2 separate regions of the Muntiacus reevesi genome follow, and region 1 is linked to region 2. The links are chromatin contacts, called in public Hi-C maps. All regions are on one chromosome and are shown on one strand. Each heading gives the region's core, a stretch centred on a gene start, on an enhancer-like site or on the middle of the called end of the contact. The rest is flanking DNA. Distances are from core to core; before and after follow the strand shown. Region 1 holds the start of MIOS (meiosis regulator for oocyte development). Region 2 holds the start of ASNS (asparagine synthetase (glutamine-hydrolyzing)).

What was found. Hi-C and Micro-C count contacts between places; a contact is called where the count stands out from the background.
Region 1: a Hi-C map of blood shows a contact between it and region 2, with 2.3 times the contacts expected there. The contact joins the promoter of MIOS here to the promoter of ASNS in region 2. A contact is called at or near these places in 2 of 3 Hi-C or Micro-C datasets (blood and muscle).

What each region holds. Positions count from the first base shown.
Region 1 is chr6:14,890,349-14,896,112 of mMunRee1.1, reverse strand. It overlaps MIOS (meiosis regulator for oocyte development), which reads right to left and starts at 2,581. Exons shown (of 12, transcript XM_065938939.1): 1 at 2,394-2,581; 2 at 1,316-1,407.
Region 2 is chr6:14,534,536-14,539,800 of mMunRee1.1, reverse strand. ASNS (asparagine synthetase (glutamine-hydrolyzing)) reads left to right here and starts at 1,476. Exons shown (of 13, transcript XM_065939302.1): 1 at 1,476-1,547. C1GALT1 (core 1 synthase, glycoprotein-N-acetylgalactosamine 3-beta-galactosyltransferase 1) reads right to left here and starts at 371. Exons shown (of 5, transcript XM_065938608.1): 1 at 136-371.

The DNA of each region.
Region 1 (5,764 bases), core at 1,332-3,831, 360 kb before region 2:
AATTTAAGAAGAAGAAAAGGCACCTTGTGTAACAGGAAGTAGCTAAGAAAACACAAAGGAGGAACAGATACTGCCAAATGAGGCTTCATTCATACTCACGCCCTTGGAAACAGAAGAAACCTCTCAAGTGGAGGTATCCCAAGATCTGGCTCATCTTCCTATCTCGCTAAAAGACAAATACTAAAGCAAGCACACGTATCATATAGGCTTCCATCCCATAACTGTACTCCTTACACAAATGACCTATGGTAAGAAAATGCAGTGCCACATGGCAAAATTCAATTAAAAAAAAAAAAACAAACAGAAAGTGTTACTATAATTTTAAAAAATATTTAATTTACATGACTCACAATTAAGAATCATCCATAATTCTTCTCGTATTATGTATATATTTATATTACCATCTACAAATCTGACGACAGTAATTCACACAGAATCAGAATTCATACAGAATTTGAGAGTTGAGTCTAGCAAACCCTGCTTAATTCACACAGGAGTACAGAGAGGACCAGATGTTCTGATTCTTCCCCAACACCTCCCTACTCCATCCTAGATTAGAGCACAGAGAAAGGATCACTACAGCATGTGCAGAGCCCCCTCCCCCACTTATCCAAAACATACTAAGAATTTCAAGACCATGACAGAAGAGCACCATAGCAAGCGCCAGGCCTTTTAAAGATGGGCCCTGACAATGTTTGCACGGGTCACACACCGTGAAACCGGCCCTGAATACACAGGTACATCTATACCCTCTTAAAAAACATACACCTGACCCTTGAACAACTAGGCGGTTAGGTAACTAACCCTGCAGCAAGGTCCACATATAACTTATAGCTGGTCCTCTGTACGTGTCGTTTCTCTATATCTGTGGTTCCACAACCTCAAATTAAACCAACTGTGGACCCTGTGGCACTGTGGTATTTACCACTGGAAGAAACCCATGTATAACTCCTGCTGTTGAAGAGTCAACTGTTTTTCTTTTCCATCCAACATACAATATAGACAGATCCTGGCTCCTGAACAAAGACCACCAGGAATATGGTGAAGAGCAGAACATCTTCAGCCCCTTACTAGCTTGACCCTAAAAACTACCTTAAAACACCAAGACTATAAAATAGAGATAGAGCATCTCCTATCTCCATCTCACATAGTGACAATCAAATTAAACGAGTTCTTTGCAGTGAAAACATGTCAGTATCACTACGATTCCCTTCAACAGCCCTGGAAATTAATGCTTTCAAATGCTGGAGACACCAACAACTGGGGGCAAAGGGGTGGAATTTGCCATAATTACAGCTTATATTTAGATCCTCACCTTCAGGTGCAACAAGGGCTCACTTCCCAGCAATGATTTCTGAGCAAAGGAAAGCCATGTTGATGATTCTGTGTTCCTCACCAGATGTTCATCTGTAATAGCATGGTCCAACGGAAACACAGTGTTAGCCATATAACAAACTTTCCTAATAGTCACATTGAAAAATAAAAAGAAATCAATCAAATCTAATTTAACAATAATTTAACCCGACATATCAAAAATATTATCCTTTCACCATGCAATCCGTGTAACATTTATTAATGAGACACATATTTTTCTTCTGGTACCAAGTCTTGGGAATCCAAGGTGTATTCTACACTTTCAGCAGATCTCAACCCTGTGTGGCTAGTGGACATTGAAGCGCTATATAATATTAAGTGTAGTATCCAATCACCTTGTTACATCTTGTTTTCTTTTCTACTTGTCTCAGCACGACACGTAATAACAGCAGCAGCTGCAAGAAATTTCTACAATCACCATCTTCAAGATGTTCTGTATAACTCCAAATTCCCCTTAAAATATAGCTATAAAAAAGACTGCAAAGGCAGTCACTTTCTAAGTGATTTAGGAAGGCTCGTGGCACCTGTGAGAAGCTTTATCCTCTCACGGAATTTTCACGACTCCGTACAGGCAGCGAACAGCGCCACCCGGGTGACAGGCCCTTGAAGAAGTATTCAATACGGTACAAGGGGAGCACAGCTGGTAGCAGCGCCGGGTAACGCAGGAATCTGCGGGCGGCTCCCACGCTCCAGACACTGGCTGAGCCTCTCGTCCACGGCGAGGAAGCGGTTCCACCCAAACCCGGCGCCGAGGAGGCTGCAGCGCGGACACAGCTCCGGGTAGAGAAACCCGCGCGCCCCCGGCCGCTCGCAGCTCCGAGGCCGGGCCCGCCGCGGTTACCCTGCAGCGCGGAACGCGACTCCCCACGTCTGGGCTCGGAGGACGCCCCCCCGGGTCTGCACTCGCTCGGGCTTTTCAACTGGGCTTTCCCGAGCGCCTGGAGGCCGTCCCAGCGCCCCCGAGCCCTCGACTCGAGCCTCACGGAGCCGAGAACGGAGCCCGGGCCGCACTCACCGACCTGGGAGGCAGCGCGGCCGTCGTACTGCCGCTTCCGGCCTAGTCACCGCCCCTCCCGCTGGGGGAGTCCACACACGGGCAAGATGGCGGCTGCGCCGGCGCGGGCAATAACCTGGCTACCCGGCCTGGGTCCACTTCCCGACCACCAAGCCTCGTGGACGCGCGGACGCGCCTCGGCCTCGGAAGGGGAGTTCCCCACTGCAAGCCCCGCCCCCGGCGATCCCGGGAGTCGCCCCGCCCCGGGGCGTGGTCACAACTCCGGAGGTCCCGGAGCTCCCGGCGACCCGCAGGCCCCGCCTGCTGCCTAGGCGCTCTGGTCCACCTCCGTAGGCTCCGCCCCCTGAGCGCGGCGGCCCACCTCCGCAGGCCCCGCCCCCTGCGCGCGTGGGCTGGATCCCGGGCGCTTGGGCCCAGACCGCTTCACCGAGTTGTTTCAGATTTCAAGGGCTTTAGAAGTTTTAGCTTATTTAATCAGTCTAAGTTTCCGTTAAAAATTTATTTGCGGGCTATCGACGTAGCAGAAAATCCAGGATACTTGGTTCACAATTCACTCACTCACTCCACAAAGACGTCCCGAGTGCCTAACTGTGTACTTGCTGTAATGCTGGGGACACTGGACTGAGCAATAAAGACGTGTGTTTGTGTGTGTCAGAAATGTTTCCTTGAGGACTGCTGGGCTGAGAGAGGAAGGACGAAGAGATGCTAGGAAAGGGAACAGGGCAGACGGGTTGGAGGAGAAGAGCCTTCTAGAGCAGAGGAAGAGAAAGTGCAGGGTCAGGAGGGCACGTATCAGTGGGGAAACGGAAGTGGGGATAGATTAAGATGATATTAGCGTTGGGAAACCAGCTTAGTGGGTCCGGCTGGACTTTTCCCTAAAGGCATTAGTACAGTCATTGAACGTTTTTAATCAGGAGAGTGGTGTAGTCAATTTTTACGGGAGAGAAGGGGAAGGGATAGGTAAGTATCCAAATGAGAGATGATGGTTACCCATAATAACCATGGATGGAGAGAAGTGTATGGCCTGAGGACTATATAGAAGTTGGGATGATTATGGGAGTGAGGGAGAAAGACGGTTCTAGGTTTCTGGCTCCCATAGTTGAATGAATGATGCTGCATAGGTGTTACAAAGCTGACACAGAGACTTTCTTCAGATGTCCCGCCATCTTTGCTTGTCTGTTCTTAGTTTAAAGGGCATGATTTGGGGTTGTGGTGATTCATATAAACAGCATGCTGAGCTTAGTCCTGATAATCTTCAAGGCAGATAATTTGGGTAAGAGGAAGAGTCTGCGGCAAGTATTGCCTGTGGAGGTCTGAGGCTCCTTTCCCTCCTGCCATTGGAGAAGTGGAGGCTAAAGAAAGTGCTGAGCACTGAGGCAAGACACCACCGGATTCATCACTTCCAACACTATCTTGCCATTCTTCTCAGTGGTGTTGGTCCTGGCCCCAAATCCTCAACATCAATACAAGTTCCTTCCGTCTTCACTCCTACCACACAAAGCTGAGGGGAACATCTCCCCACACACTCCGGAGGAGACCTTGCTTCCTACTTCAGAAAGGAAATTAAAACGGTTAGTTAGGAATTCCCACAGCCTTCCCCTACCTCTTCATTCACTCCCATTTTTACCTCCTTATAGCTGACATATAGGAAAAGGAGGGGCCCTATATGCCTTTACTCCTGGGACCTTACACCATCAATTTTCTCCTACACCATGAGTCTTCAACATTCTCATTTCTACTGGCTCTTTACCATCAACGTACAGTTGAGTCACTCCTTCTCCTCCAAGGAGAGGACCACACTCACTCTCTCTAATCCCACATCCTCCTGTTTCCCATGAATTCAGGCCACTCAGGCTTTCATGCCCACCATCCCATAACTCACCGTCTCATTCCTAACTCAATGGACATGAACATGAGCAAACTCTGGGAGATAGTGGAGGACAGAGGAGCCTCACATATTGCAGTCCATGGGGTCTCAAAGAGTTGAACATGACTTAGCGACTGAACAACAATAACAACAATTCTGTAAAAATGGCTCTTTACTTGCCTGTTGCTGTCATCCTCTTCTGGAATACATGTTCCACATCCTCATGTTTTCTTCTGTTAAACCGCCACCCACACATGTCAGCAAGGCACTTGGTGATCCAGTCAGGATGACCATTCCTTGGCTTCCCTTTCGGCTAGGCATGGCTTTATCAAAAAAGACCCACAGACTTAGAGAATGAACTTAGTGTTACCAGGGGAGAGGGGGGAGAGGGAGAGTTAGGGAGGGAGGTTAGGATTGACATGTACACACTGCTATATTTAAAACGGAGAAGAGTCAGACATGTCTTATCAACTGAACAACCACCACTACCGCCAACTAACACCTACTGTATAGCATCAAGAACGCTGCTCAATATTATGAAACAACATAAATGAACAAAGAATTTGAAAAAGAACATATTACATGCATCAGTTCAGTCCAGTTCAGTCACTCAGTTGTGTCCGACTCTTTGCGACCCCATGGACTGCAGGACACCAGGCTTCCCTGTCCATCACCAACTCCTGGAGTTTACTCAAACCCATGTCCATTGAGTTGGTGATGCCATCCAACCATCTCATCCTCTGTTGTCCCCTTCTCCTCCCATCCTCAATCTTTCCCAGCATCAGGGTCTTCTCAAATGAGTCAGTTCTTCACATCAGGTGGCCAAAGTATTGGAGTTTCAGCTTCAGCATCAGTCCTTCCAACAAATATTTAGGACTGGTTTCCTTTAGGATTGACTGGTTAGATCTCCTTGCAGTTCCAGGGACTCTCAAGAGTCTTCTCCAACACCACAGTTCAAAAGCATCAATTCTTCAGCCCTTAGCTTTCTTTATAGTCCAACTCTCACATCCATTCATGACTACTGAAAAAAACCATAACTTTGACTAGGCACATCTTTGTTGGCAAAGTAATGTCTCTGCTTTTTAATAACATTGTCTAGGTTGGTCATAACTTTTCTTTCAAGGAGCAGGTGTCTTTTAATTTCACGGCTGCAGTCACCATCTGCAGTGATTTTTGAGGCCCCCAAAATAAAGTCTCTCATTGTTTCCACTGTTTCCCCATCTATGTGCCATGAAGTGATGGGACCAGATGCCATGATCTTAGTTTTCTGAATGTTGAGTTTTAAGCCAACTTTTTCACTCTCATCTTTCACTTTCATCAAGAGGCTCTTTAGTTCTTCACTTTCTGCCATAAGGGTGGTATCATCTGTGTATCTGAGGTTATTGATATTTCTGCCAGCAAACTTGATTCCAGCTTGTGCTTCATCCAGTCCAGCGTTTCTCATGATGTACTCTGCATATAAGTTAAATAGGCAGGGTAACAATATACAGCCTTGACGTACTCTTTTC
Region 2 (5,265 bases), core at 227-2,726:
CGAGACACCTGTTTGGCGGCGCCAGGGGTGGGGTTCCACCCTCCACGCTCCCCCCACATTCACTCTCCCAGAGGGAAGGGCGAGGGGACCCGAGACCTTGGACCTACAGCCTGAGGGCGCCTCCGCCGGCCGTACCTGACATCAGCCTCGGCTCCCTCTCGCCCCTCCTGGGGGGCGGAGAGGGGGACGACACGAGACCGGCGACCTCCGCTCTGCTCGGCAGCCGCAGAAGTGGCTCGTGGCTGCTGGCCGGGGCCGCCCGCTGCCGCCCAGATTATTCCCCGGCAGCGGCGGCGGCGGCGGCGGCGGCCGAGGCGGGCCCAGCGCGCGCTCCCGCCCGCTCGCTCCGCCCCTCCCCGCAGCGCGTTCCGGCCGCGGGCCGCCGACGGCGCAGCCGCCACCCAGGGGTCTCCTAGCGCTGACGTCATCGCCGCCGCACCAGCCCCAGGGAAGGGCGGAGCGAGAGGGGGCAGGGTGGGGCGGCGCTACGGCGACGTGCGGGCGCGGGGATTGGCGGCCGAGCGCACGCCCCGCCCTTGTGCGAAGGGGTCTGGGAAGTCGCATCTTCTATGAGGGGTAGTCACAGCCCACTTGCGGCACCTCAGTGGAGGCCTCCACCTTCCTCGCGGTGCTGTAGGGTCTTGCGCTAGCTTCCGGACCTTGAGGGGGTCCAAAGCAGTGAAACATCAGGGAACAGGGCTGCGAATACCCTTGGGACCTTTGTCCAAGAAACAGGCTCTTCCCTCTCTTGAGTCTTATGGCCTCTAGCCTGCTTTTAAACCGTTCTTTTTACCCCTGTTATCCGCTCCTCCCGACTCTCTTAACTCAGTACCTCTCTGGCTTTAATGAGAGGAAATGCGCAAGATGAGGTACGCAAACGAGTGTGGGATAACCAGGTATGTGAATGAGCAGGGGCTGAGAACCCAGGTAATGATACCACAGAGCCTCCTGAAGGCACACATGGGCTTTGGCTCTGTCATTACTTCACCGCTGTCAGGCGGTGGCCGGAAGTTTCTTCGGAGCTCTCCAAAACCTCACCGTCTCACCTTTGGTCGGCAAAGGGACTTTGTATCAGAAAACTGTTTTTGGATTAGAGAGCTAGGAGCCCTCGAGCAATTGAGGTAGGCCCACAGCAGTCAGGAGGTGGGATCAAGTCTTGACTTTACTGGTGTTAGCTACAAAGTCTAGTTTGAAGGTGAGAAAACTACCCTGCTTCCTAGGCAGTTCTTTAGAGCCTTGGCCTCTGGGCTGGAATCTTGATTCCCGCCAGCTATTAGCTGTGTAACCTTGGCAAGTTACTTAACACACTGGAGAGGAATAGTAAACAATGTAAGTAAAGTATTGTTGTTCCCTTTTATTTGTTTAGATTCAGCTTTAGTGTAGTTTACCAGGATATATCATTAATAGGTCCGAAAGAATCTTCGGGAAGAACTTTAAAACGTCTCGATTCTTATCCAAACCTCTCATTTTTTCAGATGAGAAAACTGGTCAGAAAGGTAAACTGAGAAGCCTGTTTTGGAAGAGAAGTGCAAGTATGTGATATCCAGGTTAGTGCTCTTTCTCTGGGCGATGCCTCCAGACTTCTCTGTTGGATCCTCACCTCCATCTCTTCTCTCTTCCCCAGCGTGTATGTAATTATTGCCCAGCTTCACGCCCTTTGCCTTCCACAGCCACTGTGAGATAGGGAGAAGAGACCCTTCGAGGTCAAAGTGTACCAAACAGAAAGCAAAATAGAACAAAATGCCTCAGGATTCTTATTTTAATTTTATTAAAATTTGTAAGGAATAAGGAATAATCTTTTTCCAGTGAGCAAATATAGGAAACCCTTCCAAGGGTAAGCTCAGCTACAGCATGTCTAAGATAATTTTCTTAGTGGCAAGAAGGTATGTTGTTAGAACTACCAGATCAAATCAGGCCCCTCCTACCCTTCTGGGTATTGTTGAAAATAGCTATTATTTTCATGAAAGCAATGTACACTTATTCAAACAAATATTAAAAAAAATTTCCAAATGCCATAATTCAGAGATAACAATTTTTAAAAATTCATGTTATACTCCAGACATCTCTAAGAATAAAAACATATAAAAGTATAGTAATACAATGTATGATAAACTGGATTTTATTATATACACAGTTTTTTTTTCATGAAAAATATATCATGAATAACATCATTTTTAAAAGTTGCATAGTGTGAAGTGGATGTACCATCATTTATCTAACCAGTATTCTATTGATTCATTTCTAGTTTTTTCCCCAAATGTTTACTATTTTAAACAACTCTGTGATGAGTTTCTTAATGCATGTACCTTTGCACAATTGTACAGCTGTCTTCTTGAATAAATTCCTTGAAGTGACATTAATGTCAGCCAATTTTTCTTCGTTATCAACTAGAAAAAAAGAAGACTGTGGTTACTTTGAAAAATATAATTTACACGTGAGACGCAAAATGATCAGATTCTCCCATTGGAAACACAGATTAACCGTGAACAGTATGTTTATCTATCTGGAGTGTGTTTCAGTAATGTGTGTCAAAGCTCCTTGAAGCAGAATAATGTGTGTCACAGCTCCTTGGAGCAAGGTGATAGAGACTGAAAGTTGATTCAACCCAAAATCCTTTCTCTATTACTTGCAGAACTCTGACTTTTTTTCAGGGTGACTGTGTCCAGTTAAAAATACTTGTTTACTCAGGCTCCTATAAGCCATGGTTTCCCATGTGACCTGTCTGCAGAATGAAAGTAGATGTTGCTAGGAGAGGCTCAGAGTTTTATGGAAGAAATTTCCTGTTAGCCATTGGACCTATACCTGTCCTTTATCTTACCTGGAACAGTGATATGATGCTAGATGTGGAGCAGCCCTGTTTCAACCACAGTAGCAAAATTTCATGCACTGGAGAAGGAAATGGCAGCCCACTCCAGTATTCTTGCCTGGAGAATCCCAGGGACGGGAGCCTGGTAGGCTGCGGTCTATGGGGTCACACAGAGTTGGACACGACTGATGTGACTTAGCAGCTGCAGCAGCAGCAGCAAAATAATAGCATAGCCAGAGGGACTGGTTTGTGATTGCTTTGAAGGGTCAGCTTATCAGCCCTGGTCTCCTCACTTCTGGGTTTGTTGTTATATGAAGGGGTTTATTGTTGTATGAAGGAAAATAAATCCGTTCTATTTAAGGTTTTTGTTGTTTTTGTTCTAAGCACTGAATAAAATTCCTAATTGGTATAAAAAGATGGAAAAAGTCATTATTTATTTAGCACTATAGGTAGAATTTTTTAATAAACAGGGTAAGATGAAAATGGGAACACAGAATAGAAACAAGCAACAGCAAAAAACTACTCTCTAATAAACTTAGTTTTCCTTTAAATATCCAAATATTACAATTAGATTAACAACTCTTTAGTAATAATTAGATTAAATTCTGTAAATTCTATTTATATAATAATGTATAGATTAAATGGACTTCCCTGGTGGCTCAGATGTAAAGCGTCTGCCTACAGTGTGGGAGACCTGATTTCGATCCCTGGGTTGGGAAGATCCTCTGGAGAAGGAAATGGTGACCCACTCCAGTACTTTTGCCTGGAAAGTCCCATAGACAGAGGATCCTGGTAGGCTACAGTCCATGGGGTCGCAGAGTTGGACACGACTGAGCAACTAAACTTCTAAAACTATAAACTATTTAGAATTTAATATAAAATGAATTTAATTATAAATTAAATTAAAACTACTGGTATAGTAGTTTTAAAATATGTTCACAAGTTCTTTGATACTTCTTTTAAAAATTGAGCTTAATTCCCCTCACCTAGAGTTTGGACTGTACTTAGTGACTTGTTCTCATAAAGAGAATGTAGAAATACTGTAATGTGACTTCTAAGCGGAAACTTATAAAACCTATGCCAGCTTTCTTCTTGTTCTCTCTAGGATTGCTCACTGGGGAAAGGTAATTGTCATGTCATGAGGACACTCAGCAACTTAGAGAGAGGCCCATGTTATGAATAACTAAGGCTTCCAGCCAACATTCAGTGAGGAACTGAGAACTCTTGAAAACAGCCATGTGAGTGAATTTGGAAGCAGATCCTTCAGCCTAGCCAAGGCTTCAGATGACTGCATCCCTTGTCAGTATCTTTATTGTACCCGAAGAGAGTTCATGAACCGGAATCAGTCAGCTTAGCCACTCCCAAATTCAAGTCTGCAAGAACTGTAAAATAATGAATATTTGTTGTTGTAAGCCATTAAATTTTGGGATAATTTGTTGTGCAGCAAAAGTAACTAGTAAAAAGCTGGATATAGTGAAGCCTACCTAGCAGAATCTAGGTATTTGATTATTTGTTGTTTTGAATGAGTGAACAACTGAATGAAGTACAATATAATATCTTTTTCATTTAAAGGGGAACATGCCATGCTTGTATTATTTTTGACCCCTGACACCTGTATTGTGTAAGGTTTTTCTAACATGATCATAGGGAGATGAGTTGTGAATCTTACTGAAATCTGAAAAATGACAGTCCTGGAAGAAACATATAATGAATAGTGCAGTGGAACCCTTGAGATGTGAATGATGCTCCCAGTTTTTGTTTGTTTGTTTGTTTGTTTTTTACTTTTATTTGCATTTATTTTTTGCAGCATTTATTCCTAGGCCATATGTTTTTGTTTCTTCAATTTCTTCTGGGACATCTTTTTCTTCTGTGCCACCTTCTCCTCTGGTTTAGGAACAATCTGTTCTTTTTCAGTAAGGATCTCAGTTTTTATCAATAATTAGCTGAGTAGCAAGTTATCTAAGCCCTCTAAATCTCAATTTTCCTATTGATAAATTGGAGAAAGTAATCCTGACTGACCTCAAAAGGTAGTCAGTGGGATTATATGTGACAGGGATTATATCATTCTTTTAATTACATTAGATTCATAAGTTAAATATTTTAGGAGTGTGTACCATGAAAACTTTTCTTTTGAGAAGTGATAACAAATAACTAATTTTGCTGATGGCTCAGATGGTAAAGAATCTACCTGCAATGCAAGAGATGGCATTTCAATCCCTGGGTCAGGAAGATCCCCTGAAGAAGGGAATGGCTACCCACTCCAGTATTCTTGCCTGGAGAATTCCATGGACACAGGAGCCTGACAGGCTACAGTCCATGGGGTCGCAAAGTGTTGGACGACTAACACTTTGTAAAATATTAGTATTGTTCATAGTTAGAAGTTAGGATTTAAGAGTGTAACAGGATGGTTAGTTATTGTATGTCAGATCTCATTTTATTACCCTGTTGAAATTTTATTG